Linked DNA regions of Mus musculus: regions 2, 3, 4 and 5 are each linked to region 1. Evidence: chromatin contacts called from public HiChIP or PLAC-seq and promoter capture Hi-C data. All regions are on one chromosome and are shown on one strand. The core of a region is the stretch at or near the end of the contact, and the rest is flanking DNA. Distances in the headings are between cores, read along the strand shown.

Region 1 (2,781 bases), core at 187-2,686:
TTGTCCTATCTTTAAGCAGAAATTATCTCTCCCATTTAAATCCACTGAAAATGTGGATTTAATTCTACCTGTACCCTACAAATAAAAGCTTCAAAGAGGAAAGCAGTTGACAGCAACACACATATACTAATGTCTTTCTTAAGTGAAAATATTTTTTGTTTATTTAACTACAAAACTAGTCTCAAAAGTGAAAGCAACTGCCCAACAAGCATAAAACAAATTCCACTACATTAAAAAGATTGCTCATTCAGAACTGCACAACTACATTCACACAGTATCACTTCTGTTTTTGTAAGACACCTTGCACCATCCTCATGTCATATTACCCATCCATTATCCATCCCCAACCAGACTCTTTAAATGTTGCCCTTAGCACTTTTCTTTAAGAATTAAGCAATTTCCCAGTCCAAAAAAAAAAAAAAAAAAAATCAAAGAATACTTAATACCCATTACTTCTAAGAGCTAAGTTTGTGTGAGCTGTGGCTAAACAATCAGATGGATCATCCAGGGGACAGCATAAAGGTGAGCTAATGATCAGCCTCAGTAGGTAGCTACGTTGAGTGTTCCGAGCTGTCATCCTGAGATACTCTCTCTCAACTCTGTACTCCCAACTCACTCCACTGTTCACAAAAGATCCCCACCCTTGAGCAAGCACACAGAAATCCACCTTGACTGTTCCTTGTGTACTTTCCAAGAAACCAAATAACGCCTTCTAGTCAGACAGCCTCCATCCACCCCTCATCTAAAATCCACTCCTCGGACACCTTCCGGTTTCTGTGTGTACCTTCTCACACTCCACATGCCCTGTCCCCATTGGTCCAGAGACCTTAACCTTCAAACCCCAAACCAGTTCTCCATCTCTCAGCTGATTTCTCCGCAACGCCATTGATACCTACTTCCCAGAGGCCGATCCCACTCTGGAGCAGGGGCCTCCTCACTGGACGCCCTCTCCAGAGCATCACCCCTTTCCCATCACTTTCTTCCTCTCAATCCCAGGCCGCCACCCTCCTCCGTTAACTCGGGCCCCCACCGTGGCCGCCTCTGCGCGGCCTCCCCCCGCAGACGGAACCCCTGCCTCCCCGGGTTGCAGGCCAGGGGCCTCTAAGCTCCCTCGCCGCGGCCCTGGCAGTCGGGAGGGCGGCGGCCCGGCCACGCCGCGCAGGGACAGTCCCAGCAGAGGAGGCGCCCCCGCCTCCAGGCGGCCGTGGCGGGGCGGGGGCGGGGCGGTTCGCAGGCCCCACCTCAACGCAGCCCGGCCTAGGACTCCCGCAAAACGGCGGCCAAGTGCGGAGGGGCCGCGGCCGAGCCTGCGACAGAGCCCGTGCCGCTCACCTCGACGCGGAAGCTCGGGCCTCGCTCTCCCTTCAGCGATGGCTACGCCGTGGTCGCGCTCTCCTCACTCGCTTTTCACCGCCCCCGACCGGCTGCTGAAGAGCGGACCGACAGCGGTGCGCCCATTGGCTGAGAGCGCTATGGCGTCACGGGTCCCGACCGCGCCTCGGGGTCTGACTGGTTGGCGTGGCGCCTCTTTTCCACGTCTGCTCCTGATTGGCTCTTGCTCACACTCTTCCCGGGAGAACCGCTCACCCTCCACTCTTCTTCAGCCGCCCACCCCAAACCCCCCAGGCAGGACGGCCAATGGGGGAGCGGAGAGAGGCCGGGAAGTGGGCGGCTGGGCGGTGTGGTCGGGGAAAGCGCAGCCAATGGGCGCGCGCCGCACATCCCCGCTCAGCAGCGCCGCCCCCGGCCGCCCGCTTCCCGGAGGGTCGCGCCCTGGGCCACGCCCGACTACCCTGGCGCGGGAGCCCAGCCCACGCAAAAGGTGCGGGACAAGTGGCAGACGTGAGAGCCCGCCCCGCAGCCATCGCGGCGTGCTTGAGTACTGCCAACGTGCACCCTGGCGCTCCCCAGATGGGGCCGGCTACCCTCGGTCTTAACTGAGTGTGAGGATCCTCCCTGATAACTGCCAGCTTGGTTCCTTCGGAATGTGGAGCCAGCACTGTATGGACCTTCTGAAGGGCCCATCGGGAGGACTGGAGCCCGCGTCCATCCTCCCCGAGAGACTGTCCACCTAGTCCTTCCTCCTTCAAGACAATCCCGTGCAAGATGTAGGGACAGTGAGAGAAGTTTCAGCGTTGGAAGGTGGGGCGTGTGCTGAGAGCTAGGGTGCACGGGAACTTGCTGAGTGTCGCGAGCTAGAAGGTAGATACGCGTAGTTAGTATAACAAGTTTTATTTAGTTATGCTTTGGGTCTTCACACAATATAAACACTCTGAATTCCTAACTACGGTCCTAAGCCTATCTCCCGAGGCTGCTTACCTATGCGATGTATCTTGGCTGAAGGTCAGGTCCAGTCTCAAACAGAAATTTCTGATTCCAGGGGCAGGATCCTAGAAAAGATTCTCCAGCCACAGGGCAGATCAAAGTGGCATCTCTCCAGATGTGCAGAGCAGAGCATTGCTCTTAGTCTCTGCTTATATACTGTTCACTGGGCATCGTGGAGTTAGTTCTAGGACTATCTCTTGTTATCTTTGAGTGAGTGGTGTACGGAGTTATGGTTATCAGGTGCAGCCTTGAGTGTAGTGGGGATCCTGACTACACTATTTTTACATGCCTAAAAAACATTTTTCTAAAAAACTATGCTCATTACAATGTATGAGCTGGGAACCTGTTTTTTCTTGATGTGGTGGTGATTACCCGGGTGTATGAAGAAGATTCGTGGGGCTGTGTGCTTCATGCACGGTGCAATCATTTTGGAAAAAACTATTGCATCCTGGTTAT
Region 2 (2,781 bases), core at 169-2,668, 2.9 Mb before region 1:
TTCCCATAAGACTCAGTGTTTTCTTTTCTTTCCTAAAGGCACACTCTGTTTTCCAGCAGAAGGTAGGAAGCCAGTCCTGAGAGAATTCCTTTTCCTCACCCTTTTAAATCTTGAGGAAGAGCTGCCAAGTGTATAAATTCCTCCTTTGATGAGAAGATAAAGCAGAACAATGCTGTAGAGCTGAGCAGATTCCTAAGGGACATTCTTCTGGGGTGTGTAAGCTTGCGTGGAGGTGGGGCTAGTAGACAGCTAGGGGCTGGGAGGGAGGGTGGTACAGCCAGAAGTTGCTCCTAGACTTCTCCCTAGAATAGCCTTTCCTTTTGCTTTCAGCTAGTGCTGGAGACTAAACCTACTTAGGTGCACTACCACTGAGCTAGGTTTGTTTGTTTGTTTTTGGAGACAGGTCCTGAACTGCTGAGCTTTAGAGTAATCTCCTGTCTTAGCTTCAGCTTGGACTACAGGAAGATGCCACATTCTCATATTCCCTTCCCTGCCCTCCTTCCCTGCCCCCTTCTCCCGCTTCCCCTTAAAGCAGAACTTCATCCAGCCTCTAGAAGTGCAAGCGTGTTTATTTAAACCAAAAGGATCAGAGGTCTCTCCTCCCTTACTAAAGGAAAGGGGGAAATGCTGGGAATACACTTCGAAATCCCAAAACCCAAGCAGACTCTGCCAGTTTACGTTGCCATTCCTCTCCTCCGACAGTTACCGACAGTCGTCTTTTGCAATCTGTAAAACGGGAATAATTCTCCCATCTGCTTCACAGTTTTGAATCAGACAACAGAGCGCTAAACTCTTTACAAGCCCAATTGCAGTCCGCGCTCACGAGAAAGGTATGATTACTATGGGGCCTGGGTGTGATGTCTGGCCGAGCGCTGTTATTACCGGGCTAACCTTGCCCACCTGGCCGCGGCGGGGCTGTCAGCAAACACCAAGGCGAGAACGCCGCACGCACGCATCCAGCCCTTTCCAGGGCCCACACGACGAGCTAATGCAAACTTCGAAGCACCTGAACGTCCGCGAGAGCTCGCCGACCGCTGGAGGGAATGAAAGATTTCGTCTTGACTGTTCTTTTCTGTCTTCCAAACCAAGCTAATCTCTGGGCGGCCTGGGGCCAAAACCTCAAACCAGGCAACCGCAAGCCAGAGATCAGAGGCGCGCGGTGCTGGGACAGGGCCCGGGAACAAAGGGCGCTTCGGAGCTCGAGGCCGGCCAGGAGGAGTCCCGGGGTAGCCTCCCCGAGAGGCCCCCGGCCGGCCGCGCCTAAGACACCCATTCCCCGGGGCAACCACACTCCATCCCGCAACCTCCCCGCTGCTGCCTTTCAGGCTCCGCCTGCGCCCCGCCCGCCATCTCAGGTAGGCCATCCGCGTCGGCCAATCGCAAGGCGCTCAAGTACGGGGGCGGTGCTTGCACCATCGGAAGTGACGTGCAGAGCTCGGCTGGCCGCGGAGTCAGTCGAAGCTCTCCTCAGCGGCCGGCTGAGCCAGCTGAGGCGGGAGAAAAACATGGCTCGGACCTTGGAGGGCGCGAAGGCTCGGGTTGCGGTGAAGACCAAGACTCCCGCAGCGTGAGGTGAGGGGCTGCCGGTGCGTGCGGAGCGGGACCTGGCTCTGCGCAGCCGCCGAGGGACTCAGAGGGGAGGGACCCGGCCGCCGTGCCCCTTGGTCACTCCATCCTCTCTGACTCCTTCCTCGGGGCCCCGTCCCCCACCCGACGGTCGCCAGCGCCCCGCGCCAGGCCCCTTTGTCGCGGGCCGCCGGACGCTGCTGTCCCTCGGGGGGCGGGGGAGGGGAAGCCACCCCACGGTCCCCCGGGACAGCGAGGGAGCCGCGGTGGCGGTCCCAGGCTCCTGTCCCGACTGTTCTGGAGAGTGGCTGTTGAACTTCTGCTATGGCCTCTTCCTTCTCCTCTCCCAGCTCGGTTTTTAGAGCCTCGGGTGGTTCTTTTTCTTCTGAGACCCTTCACCTCGTTACCTTAAAACAAAAATCCAGAAACTGCTTGCTTTGGGAACGCAATGATATTTGTGTATATTTAGTGCATCATCTTTCTGCTAGGGCATTAAAGTAAGAATATTTAACTCTTCCTGCGTGACTGAGGAACAAGGAATAATTGAAGAGGAGGGGAGTGTATACGGTAGTTCTTTCACCGTGTTGTCCTGATAGAAGGTGAAGTCCTAATTAGTATATTTTTATTTTAGCCAGTGGGTGTTTGAATTCAGTGACACGAAGGAAGCATCCCTGTTTGAACAAGATTACTTCTTAAAAAGTATCCCTAAATCTTTCCAGGTAGGTGTCAGGAAGAATACTGCCTTCGGGGCGGGGGGCGGGGGGGGGGGGAGATCACTGAATGTGGTACATCTCAAGCCAAGGACAGAAAATAAAAGGCTATTCTTAGGGGGTTGGTGAAGTAGTGTTCGGGAAGAGAGGCTGCGCAGAGGTCCTGGAACACTGGTTCCAGGGAAGACTTTGTACTCTTGCCTCCCTGATGGTTCTTTCTCCACGAGAAACTGTTAAGTAGCTCTGCTGTAATTGGAGTTGGTTATTCAAGGTTACAGACCACGCTGAAGTGCCTTGGTTGAAATTTTCAAGTTTTTGAAACTGCCTGCAAGTTTGGCATTCAGTGTTTTGAATACTGAAAAGCATTGTAACTGAGAGAGAGATATTTGTTAACTCAAACTTAGTTTCAAAGTGATTTTTAACATAGATACATAATAAATACAGCACCTCCACAGATTCCCATGGGTGCTGGCGGAATTCATATTGAAAGCAGTTTGTCTTGTAA
Region 3 (2,781 bases), core at 167-2,666, 2.5 Mb before region 1:
TCTCCGTAAAGTTCGAGGTAGGTATTTCATGGAAGTTCGCACAAGTGTGGGATGGAAGAAGTTGGTGTGCCTACTGTGTTGTGTTAGTGTTTCTCTCTCTCTCTCTCTCTCTCTCTCTCTCTCTCTCTCTCTCTCTCTCTCTCTCTCTCTCTCTCTCTCTCTCCTTCTCCCTCCCCCTCCCCTCTCTCTCCTCTTCCTCCCCTCTCTCCCTTTCCCTCGCTCTTTCTATTCTCCAGCTTAGGGTTCAGATGGGGCTCTTGGATGGCAATGCCCTTTGTACCCACAAGAGGGCAACATCTTGAGGGCTTTGTGAACACTGGATCTTTCATCGCGGCATGCTTGCTTGGGTTTTGAGAAAGTTTTAGCGAAACTTTCAAAGTGATATTTTATGTTATTCATAATATCAAAAAGTAAAGTCATAAAAAAGAAGAAACAAGAGAAAGGTGGAGGAGGAAAGGATGGGGAGAGGGAGAGAGGGGAGAGAGGGGAGAGGGGGAAGAGGGGAGAGGGGAGAGGGGGGAGAGGGGGGAGAGGGAGAGAGAGAGAGAGAGAGAGAGAGAGAGAGAGAGAACAGTTTAGATTGCCAGGGGAGTCTGAGCCACAGAAGGTGGGGGAGGGCTGTTGTAATTGTGGGTTTGGCCGACTGACGACTGGAGTGCCCTCTTCGGCAATCTTAGTTGTAGCCGGAGGTCATGTAAATCGACCTTAAAAGAATGCATAAGCCATAAATTAAACCCTCACCCAACGGCTGATCCATAAGTAGACAAAATCTAACCTGGACAAAACGGGCTTCCTTTAGGGCCGAGTTAACCCCTCTCCCCCAATAGAAACTCAATGCGAAGTTAGTTTTGTTAGAGAATGAATATTTTGTTTTCTTGAAAAGTGTCGATTTGCCGTGTGACTGCGCCGCCGCAGTTCTAAGAGGCGTCAGTGTTAGCCAGGCTGTGGCTCAGGGGCCGGGAGGACCCGCAGGGCTTCTGAACCTCCCCCATTTCGGACTGGGATCGTTGGCTAGTTGTGGGGTTGACGCTGGCCTAGGGCGGGCGGGACTCCAGGATCTTCGTAGCTCTCCGCGCTAGGGGTGAAATTTACCCGGAGGATTAAAGAAAACCCGGGTGGCTAGAAGCCGCGCGCTCCCTCCTCGCCCTCCACCACCGGGGCTTCCCACGACTTTCCCGGGACGCTCGAGTTCCAGTTCCCCTTGCTCCCTCCACTATTGCACTTTACTTTTAATGGTCCTCTCAGCAGTACACAAACCGAACTCCAAGGCAGTTTGCAACCCAACGGTGGTCCTTTTTGCTCAGCACGCTTGCTGCGCAGGCTGGCCCGCTGACGGCGTGGGCGAGGGACAGCCCCGTAAGGCTCGCGCGGGTTCGGCTTCCAGGTCCTCTGCGCTTCAGCCGGCACCCTCGGCTCAGAGCCTGACCCGCAACCTTCGTCCCTCTAGGCTCTCTGCCCGGCCCGCTACTGGCTGCCCGCTGCGGGCCGATGTTCGGAGCACCGGCTGGGCCCTGGGCGGGAGGCGGTGTTGGCGAGGCTCGCCTGCCCCGGGGGAGCTGCTTTCGGCTTTCTCCCTTAAAGGGCAGTACGAAGAAGGACCCGGGTTTGTGCAAAGGCTGCTGGGGCTGAACTGCTGCAAATGCAAAGGAACGGCCGGGCTCTGCGGAGGACAGACTGGCTCCGGGTCCGCGCAGCTTTAAGATAAAAAGAATTGGTGTGTTCGGATAGATAAAAGGTGGTCGTTTCCGGCGTATTATGAGTTTTATTTAAGCTTGTCTGACTCTGACCAAGTTTGAAAATGTTTGTTTGTGTGAATGACCAGTTATCGGCAGCGACTCCAGTTTGTGGTCTAAAATAAGTCATTTACTGGGCTGGCAGGGCTGCTAGTTAGCAAGATGGGCTGTTCTAGGCTGCTTCTGCGAGTTGCCTCCTGTAAGGGCCGCACTTGAAGTTTCAGTCTCAAGATAGTCCGAAACTGTCCCAGCGGCACAATAGATTGGGCTCCGGACCTCCAGTTTCAATGTCTGAGAGGGAGTTCTGGTGACTTCTCGGTCCTGGACGCTGGGCTCCAGGGTGAACTCCAGTGGCTTGGCTTTTGGCCCTCACGGAACCGCCCAGCCAGCAACCCAGTGGAGAGAATGCCCCTTCCCCCCGCCCACCAGGGTCTCCTCTCTTCTGTCCTTTGTAGTCACATGTCCGGGTTTTCCCCCTGGTCCGAGAACAGACACAGCCCCGCCCAGTCTATTTCTAGAAGGTGGGTTCGGTGAATAAAAAGGTCAAGTGGTTACGTTCCCGAGCTGGTCCACAGTGAGGGGGGACAGGACAGACACCTGGCAAGGCCCGCCCCGCCTGTCCCCCCAACCCTGGCGGGCCTGCCTGCCTGCGACTGGCCTCCCTAGGCCACATTCTTGTGTTAGGTTGGAGAGGCGAGAGGCGGTAGGAGAGGGAACCCTGAACCGGCCCAGAGCAGGCGAAGCTGATCCCGAGATGGCATTTTGTTTTGAACAGTTGGTGGGGAGGACGCTTCCTCATAAGGTAAGGTGTCAACTGGACAGTTGGCTGCCCAAATGCCACATGTATAATTAGCCTGCGTACTCAGCACCTCATCCCCAAGGCCCATAGGCACGGGCTTGGCTGACTTGAGTAGCTCAGTTCAGCTCTGGATTACAGGATTCCCAAGGGAAGCCTAACCGGCCAGGAGAGCCTGGAGAGGCCCTGGCTAGGAAGACTGACCATGAAATCTCGCTTTTGATTTTTGCCTTTTCTCCTTCTCCAGTTTTT
Region 4 (2,781 bases), core at 206-2,705, 2.5 Mb after region 1:
AACAGATTTAATCCTGTGGGCTATTACTGTACTTGAGAACCAAAATCCTATGTTTTTTTAGTCAACAGAAAAATCTGCTCTAGGAATACTGACCGCCAAGGCAATCCATATGTGCAGTTGTGTGTGCTCCTGCTTCAGAATGCTGATGACTTCGTCTCCCTCCGGTAACTGATCGAAGTCAAGTTCAATGACCTAAAACACAGAATAAACGTTTCGTTTCCTTTTTAAATTCACAATTTCTCTCTTCTGCGTGTTTTGAATACTCATCAATGCCCATACACAAAGGGTATGTACTCACTTTCAATGGAGTGAACTAATTAATACATGTTCCTATTTAGGAAACACATGGCAAACAGGTTGTAGTCTGGTTTGGTCAAAGCATAGAAAAGCAGGCAAATCCTGTTGGTCGTTCTTCACATCGCTAAAACTATAAAATTCTCAACGACTTGCTTACTCAAAACCAAAATGAAACCTTGTACAACCCATAGGCCAACGAAACACTGATGCCATAGGTCTGAGAGCTTGAGAAACTCTATCCCAGAGGACAGGCAAAGTTGAATACCAACGGTCACTTAAATCACGGAGGCAGTATCGTGGGTCACATACATGCCTAAAATGTGGGCACCAACAATTAGAAGAAAAATATTCTGGAATGTACCCAAGACCACCATATTTTAGAAATGAATTCTACCTCGATCGAAAATAAAAGTGTGTAAAATCTAGTCTGACTGAGGCAACGCTGGAGCTTTATTCGGACAAACCACACGCCATGGATGAAAGTGGGTCGTTGCCATCAGCACACAGGAGCGGCTAAATCTCGGGCCCCTTATCTCGCCCAGAGAGCTGTGTTAATAGTGTGCCTTGACAGACTTTTCTTCCATGGCATTAAGAGCCGTCTCTCAGATACCCAGGGAGATTTAAAAAAATAAACAAATCCCAAGTTGGAGCAGCAGGTAGCCCCTGGGGCACTGACTCCCCTCTGTAAGAGGTGAGGTTTACTCGGCGCTCACACCCCTGCGCCTCGGAAGACAGCCGACTGTCAACAAGGAGCAGGCTGCAGGCGAACTTTCCCGAAGTCCTTGCGGCCAGAAAGGTGACCAGCTGAGTGGTGCCTGGGCCGAGAAGCTCGGCTGCGGCTCTCCCCTCCAAAAACCAAGCGGAGCAAAATCGGCGCTGGGATCGTCCAAGTTCATAGCCCTCCCCCGCTGCACACTCGGCACCCACCTCGTCAGTATCCCGGAGGGGAATCTCGATGGAGCCCCGCGACATGGTGAGCTCTGAAAGCAGGCGCTTCTCACCCCGCCGCTCGGCAGATCGCAGTCCCGGCTTCCAGCCTTACAGAGGTTACCACACCTCACACCCAGCGGAGCTGCCGGAGACCAGCTTCTCCTCTGCTGTCCGCCGCTGAAACAACGAGCTTCAGACCGCGACCGGCCACTTCCGGAGGCCCCGCCCCCTGTCCCGGAAGCACTACCAGTAGGGCGTGTCCCACGCGAGCTCCGCCCGCCTGGCGGCTCTGATGCGTCCTTCTTTGGAAAGACTGATAGTCCTGAGGTTGTTGTTGTGTCAGCCGTAGGTGACCGAGCGCCTTCGGGAACGCGGCATCTGCCGCTAAGGTGTCCAAACTGAGCTCCTCACAGACCCGCGCCGGAGCGGGGAGTGGTGGTGGTGAGGCGAAACCACGCCTCTATGGGCGGGGCCTCTGGTGACGAATTCTATGGGCGGTGCCTTGCCTCTTCGGCCACTTAAGCTTCTTGGGGGATAATTCAATCTTTTATCAGCTTTACAGTCGTTTTGTGTTGTCCCAGCCAGTTTGTGCAAGTCACACTGGTGATGTCGTTGTGACTAGTTTAAATAGACATAATCAGTGAATTCTGAAGTTATGGTAATAATGCACGGATTATTATTTTTATTTGTTGCGTTACATATTTGTATATGGATACATGCGAGCGATGGTGTGGCAAATGGAGGGCAGGGGACATCTTGTGGGAATCAGTTTTCTCCTACTCTGAAGGTCGTAGGGCTCGAACTCAGATAGACAGCGTTGGAGCCAGGCAACTTTTTGCAGACCCTGTTTATTTCTTGAGATATTCTGTATCCCAGGTTGACTTGAAACTCCCGACCTCAGCCTTCTGACTGCTGCAGTTATTGGCATATGCTTGGGCACCTGGCTTATATATATTTCTTAATGTACTTATATTTCTTTAGGAGCACAATGAAAAGGAACTGCTAGGTTTGATTTAAATAAAATCAAAAGAATTCTATTAAACCTAAATAATGAAATTATAGAATTCAAAAACATTTTAGCTCATGATTTCATTATAGAAGAGTATTAAATAGTTTCTTGTGCTTGGAATAAACAAGGGAAGGATCTTAATAAATAAGCGAATAGGCCGGGCAGTGGTGGCATGTACCTTTAATCCCAGCACTTGGGAGGCAGAGGCAGGCTGATTTCTGAGTTTGAGGCCAGTCTGGTCTACAGAGAAACCCTGTCTCGAACCCCCCCCCCCAAATGGGGAATAAAAAGGGTTAGTTTAACTGGGTGTGGTGGCACATGTCTTTAATCTCAACTCTTAGGAGGGAGGAGCAGGAGGAGAGCGCTGAATTTAGGCCATTCTACTCTATACATGGAGTTCCAGGCTAATCTGGGGTTACAGAATAGAGAGATCCTGTCTCAAAACAGAGCCCCCCTCCATCCCTGCTAGCCAGTGTTTTTTAAGATATTCACTGCTCTTTCTCCCAATTTCTTCTGCTGAGCCAAAGCTACTATTATCTCTTTGC
Region 5 (2,781 bases), core at 138-2,637, 2.4 Mb after region 1:
GATCTTAGACTGGTGATGAGTATATGAATTAAAACATTGAAAGAACATGAAACAGCCAGGTGGTGATGGTGCATACCTTTAATTCCAGCACAGGAGGCAGGGGCAGGCAGATCTCTATGAGTTCAAGGCCAGCCTAGTCTAGAGAGCAAGTTCTAGGGCAGCCAAGGCTACACAAAGAAACCCTGTCTCAAATATCAAAACAAAACAAAAAGTACATAAAACAGCCCCTGGCTCCTACAGTGCACTCTATAAACAGTATTATTATCTTTATTTGCTGAGTCCTACATTGCCTGTATTTTTCTCTCAACCAACATATATTATAATCATAACTGTATATAAATATATAATAAATTATAATTTGACACAGCAATTAACAGAAAAAAATCTGTATGTTTCAAGAACAGTAGACTCGTCAGCATATAGAGCCTAAGTTAAATCCTAGTCTTTAATTAAACACGAATATGTTTAATTATTCTTCCCATTGTCTTATTTTTGAGTTTTTTTTCCAATTTACAAAGACACAAACCAGGTATGTGAAGTTCACATTGGGGACATATATAAAAATATATAATAAACAAAATCTTATTCCAAAATTATACTGAAGCTTGATGACTGCCATCAGTCCTGATAACTACTATTAAGGGTTAGGCTTCGCGGGGCATGGTGGCACATGCTTTTTAATCCCTACACACAGGACCTCAAGCCTGGCCATGCCCTTTTGGAAAAGAGGGAGAACGGGGATAGATGGCTTAAACACCCAAATGTTGCCAGCCCACCCAACAGAGATGAGTTGGTAACGCTGAGGTAAACCTCAGAAAAAGAAGAGTTCTAAGGATTTTCCCTTTCGTCCTGCTGGGCCACCTGGGAGGCCAAACATCAGGCGTGCCCTTGGCCTGGCCTAACCCCCCGGCTGGTAAAGGTTTATGCACGCCGAGTAAGGTGAGTTTTTTCTTCCCGCTTCCAAGCACTGAGTGACCGGGCCACCATCAGCCTAGGCTGGCGAGCTCAGGATCCATAGCTGTCTCAGCAGTCCTTGCAGAGCGACAGAGCTGAGGGAAATGCCGACTGGGCCGCCATCTGTCTGTCAGCATCAGCCACGTGGAACTGGAGGAGCCCCGGAATCTGCTCTCTAAACCCGCGCCAGGCCCACGGCGTGCCGGGGAATTCAGAAAACAATGGCTTCGCCCGCCAGCCCGGAGCCCAGAGCCGGCTAGGCGGCTCCCAGGTCACACCGCGCCTCAACCAAACTTGGGCTCTTAGTCCCGCCTCGCTGCTCAGCGCGGATTGGCGGTAGGGATGAGCTCTGTCGCTGATTGGACAGCGGCGAAGTCGCTCCTGCAGACCATCGCGTCTGGCCGCAGTGGAGCTCTAAGAGTCCCTGAATTCAGACTTCAGGCCGCGCCGTCCGAGAGTCGGGGCCCTTTGAGGTGGCTTAGGCGGTATCCCTGAGTTGACAGCATCACCCCGTCCCGCGTCCTCCTCTCCTCTGTTTTGTTTTTCATCTCTCCCTCCTCCCTCCAGTCCCCGACGACTGGCCCTAGACCCTCGCTGAAGGTGAGCTGAGCCACCGGCGAGTGGGCCGCTCCGAAATGGCCGCTGCCTTGAGCTGTCTAAAATGGCGGTCTCGTGCTCGGCTGGGGACCGCGACGCGGCTCTGCAGCCCAGCCGCAGCCGAGACGGTAGGGCGATGGAGATGGAGTGGAAAGGTGTTGGGTGTGTTGACACGACTTCATGTCGATGGCACAGTCGACATTCCTGGGGCGAGAGGAATCCTGTGTCACCCACTGGTAGGCTAGGGCAAGAAGCATGCCTCCGGGGGCGTGGTGCTCTGCGAGCAGTGCACGCCTGGCCCGGAGGGATGGCTGTCACTGGCCGCAGGGCGAAGTGACCGCGTTGAAATACTTCTAGGTCCTAGTGGAGCTGCCCGGCCCCTTCTGCTTCTTAACCTTTGCGATTGGCCTGCGCTCCCGTTCACACCTAGGGCCGCCTGGCAGCAAAAGGCCCCTAAGGGGAGACCCTAGTGTTCCCTGAAAGGAACTGGAAACTTAGGAGGGCAGATGCTTTGTCCCCAAGAGCTGCTGGGATGTACCTCAGAAGAGAAAGGAATACGGGGCCCTTTTAAGAAAACAAAGCTACTTTTTTTTGTGCCCACTTGACAACGAGGTGGGGAAACTTCATTTTATGGTGAACCAGTGGCTCCGAGAAGCTCTCTGTTTTGCTAAATTTAAATCGAGGCTGGAAGGAGAGTCCACTGCTAAGGAATAGGTTTTCTAACTACTGCCTAGTTTAAGATTGCTGCCTTCGCCTGTTACAACACGCTGGCAATCTGTTTGTACACACACACCAACCTCTAGTACCAAATGCTCGTTATGCTTGATGAAGTAGAAAACTCCCAAGTACTGTCGAGGCACGTGGGCTGCACAGTCAGTTTGGGAACTCTGTTCATTCTTCACTGACTAAATGTGTTAACCTAGCAGGTGCCAACTTCCCTGTATCTTTCTCTAAAATGCAGTCGTTGATAATCTCAGGTTCTTGACAATTAGATGAATTAACCTTTATGAGGAATTGGGCACAGATACTAACAGGCCACAGAAAATAAGAGAGTTACTCAGTAAGCATTAATTGTTAGATCGGGGACAGACTGGTTATAGTAACAGCATATGTCATGTAACACTTGCATATCTGATTCCACTTTAGATTGAGTTTTTAGTTTTAGAGATATTGAAATGGGGCTGTATTTAAAAAAAAAAAAAAAACTCAGTTGGTTTTTATTCCCACCAC

The links. Promoter capture Hi-C pulls out the DNA fragments that hold promoters and counts their contacts. HiChIP or PLAC-seq counts read pairs in DNA pulled down with a chosen protein or histone mark.
Region 2: an H3K27ac HiChIP or PLAC-seq map of thymic regulatory T cells shows a contact between it and region 1, with 11 times the contacts expected there. The contact joins the promoter of Pik3c2a here to the promoter of Far1 in region 1. A contact is called at or near these places in 1 of 39 promoter capture datasets (pre-B cells) and 1 of 115 datasets of contacts at active chromatin or transcription factors (thymic regulatory T cells).
Region 3: a contact with region 1 is called in a promoter capture Hi-C map of liver, with 4 times the contacts expected there. The contact joins the promoter of Sox6os here to the promoter of Far1 in region 1. A contact is called at or near these places in 1 of 39 promoter capture datasets (liver) and 1 of 9 other capture datasets (adipose tissue).
Region 4: a contact with region 1 is called in a promoter capture Hi-C map of pre-B cells, with 2.1 times the contacts expected there. The contact joins the promoter of Ctr9 here to the promoter of Far1 in region 1.
Region 5: a contact with region 1 is called in a promoter capture Hi-C map of pre-B cells, with 2.3 times the contacts expected there. The contact joins the promoter of 1700012D14Rik here to the promoter of Far1 in region 1. A contact is called at or near these places in 4 of 39 promoter capture datasets (the C10 cell line, cranial neural crest, hippocampal neurons and 1 more).

The regions. Positions count from the first base shown.
Region 1 is chr7:113,512,489-113,515,269 of GRCm38.p6, reverse strand. It overlaps Far1 (fatty acyl CoA reductase 1), which reads right to left and starts at 1,436. Exons shown (of 13, transcript NM_027379.4): 1 at 1,333-1,436.
Region 2 is chr7:116,442,095-116,444,875 of GRCm38.p6, reverse strand. It overlaps Pik3c2a (phosphatidylinositol-4-phosphate 3-kinase catalytic subunit type 2 alpha), which reads left to right and starts at 1,418. Exons shown (of 33, transcript NM_011083.2): 1 at 1,418-1,572.
Region 3 is chr7:116,030,614-116,033,394 of GRCm38.p6, reverse strand. It overlaps Sox6os (SRY (sex determining region Y)-box 6, opposite strand), which reads right to left and starts at 1,416. Exons shown (of 2, transcript NR_152104.1): 1 at 1,228-1,416; 2 at 845-1,075. All of the region lies in intron 1 of Sox6 (SRY (sex determining region Y)-box 6), which reads left to right.
Region 4 is chr7:111,027,625-111,030,405 of GRCm38.p6, reverse strand. It overlaps Ctr9 (CTR9 homolog, Paf1/RNA polymerase II complex component), which reads right to left and starts at 1,455. Exons shown (of 25, transcript NM_009431.2): 1 at 1,225-1,455; 2 at 94-192. The coding sequence starts at 1,269.
Region 5 is chr7:111,121,281-111,124,061 of GRCm38.p6, reverse strand. It overlaps 1700012D14Rik (RIKEN cDNA 1700012D14 gene), which reads left to right and starts at 1,387. Exons shown (of 3, transcript NR_015573.2): 1 at 1,387-1,679.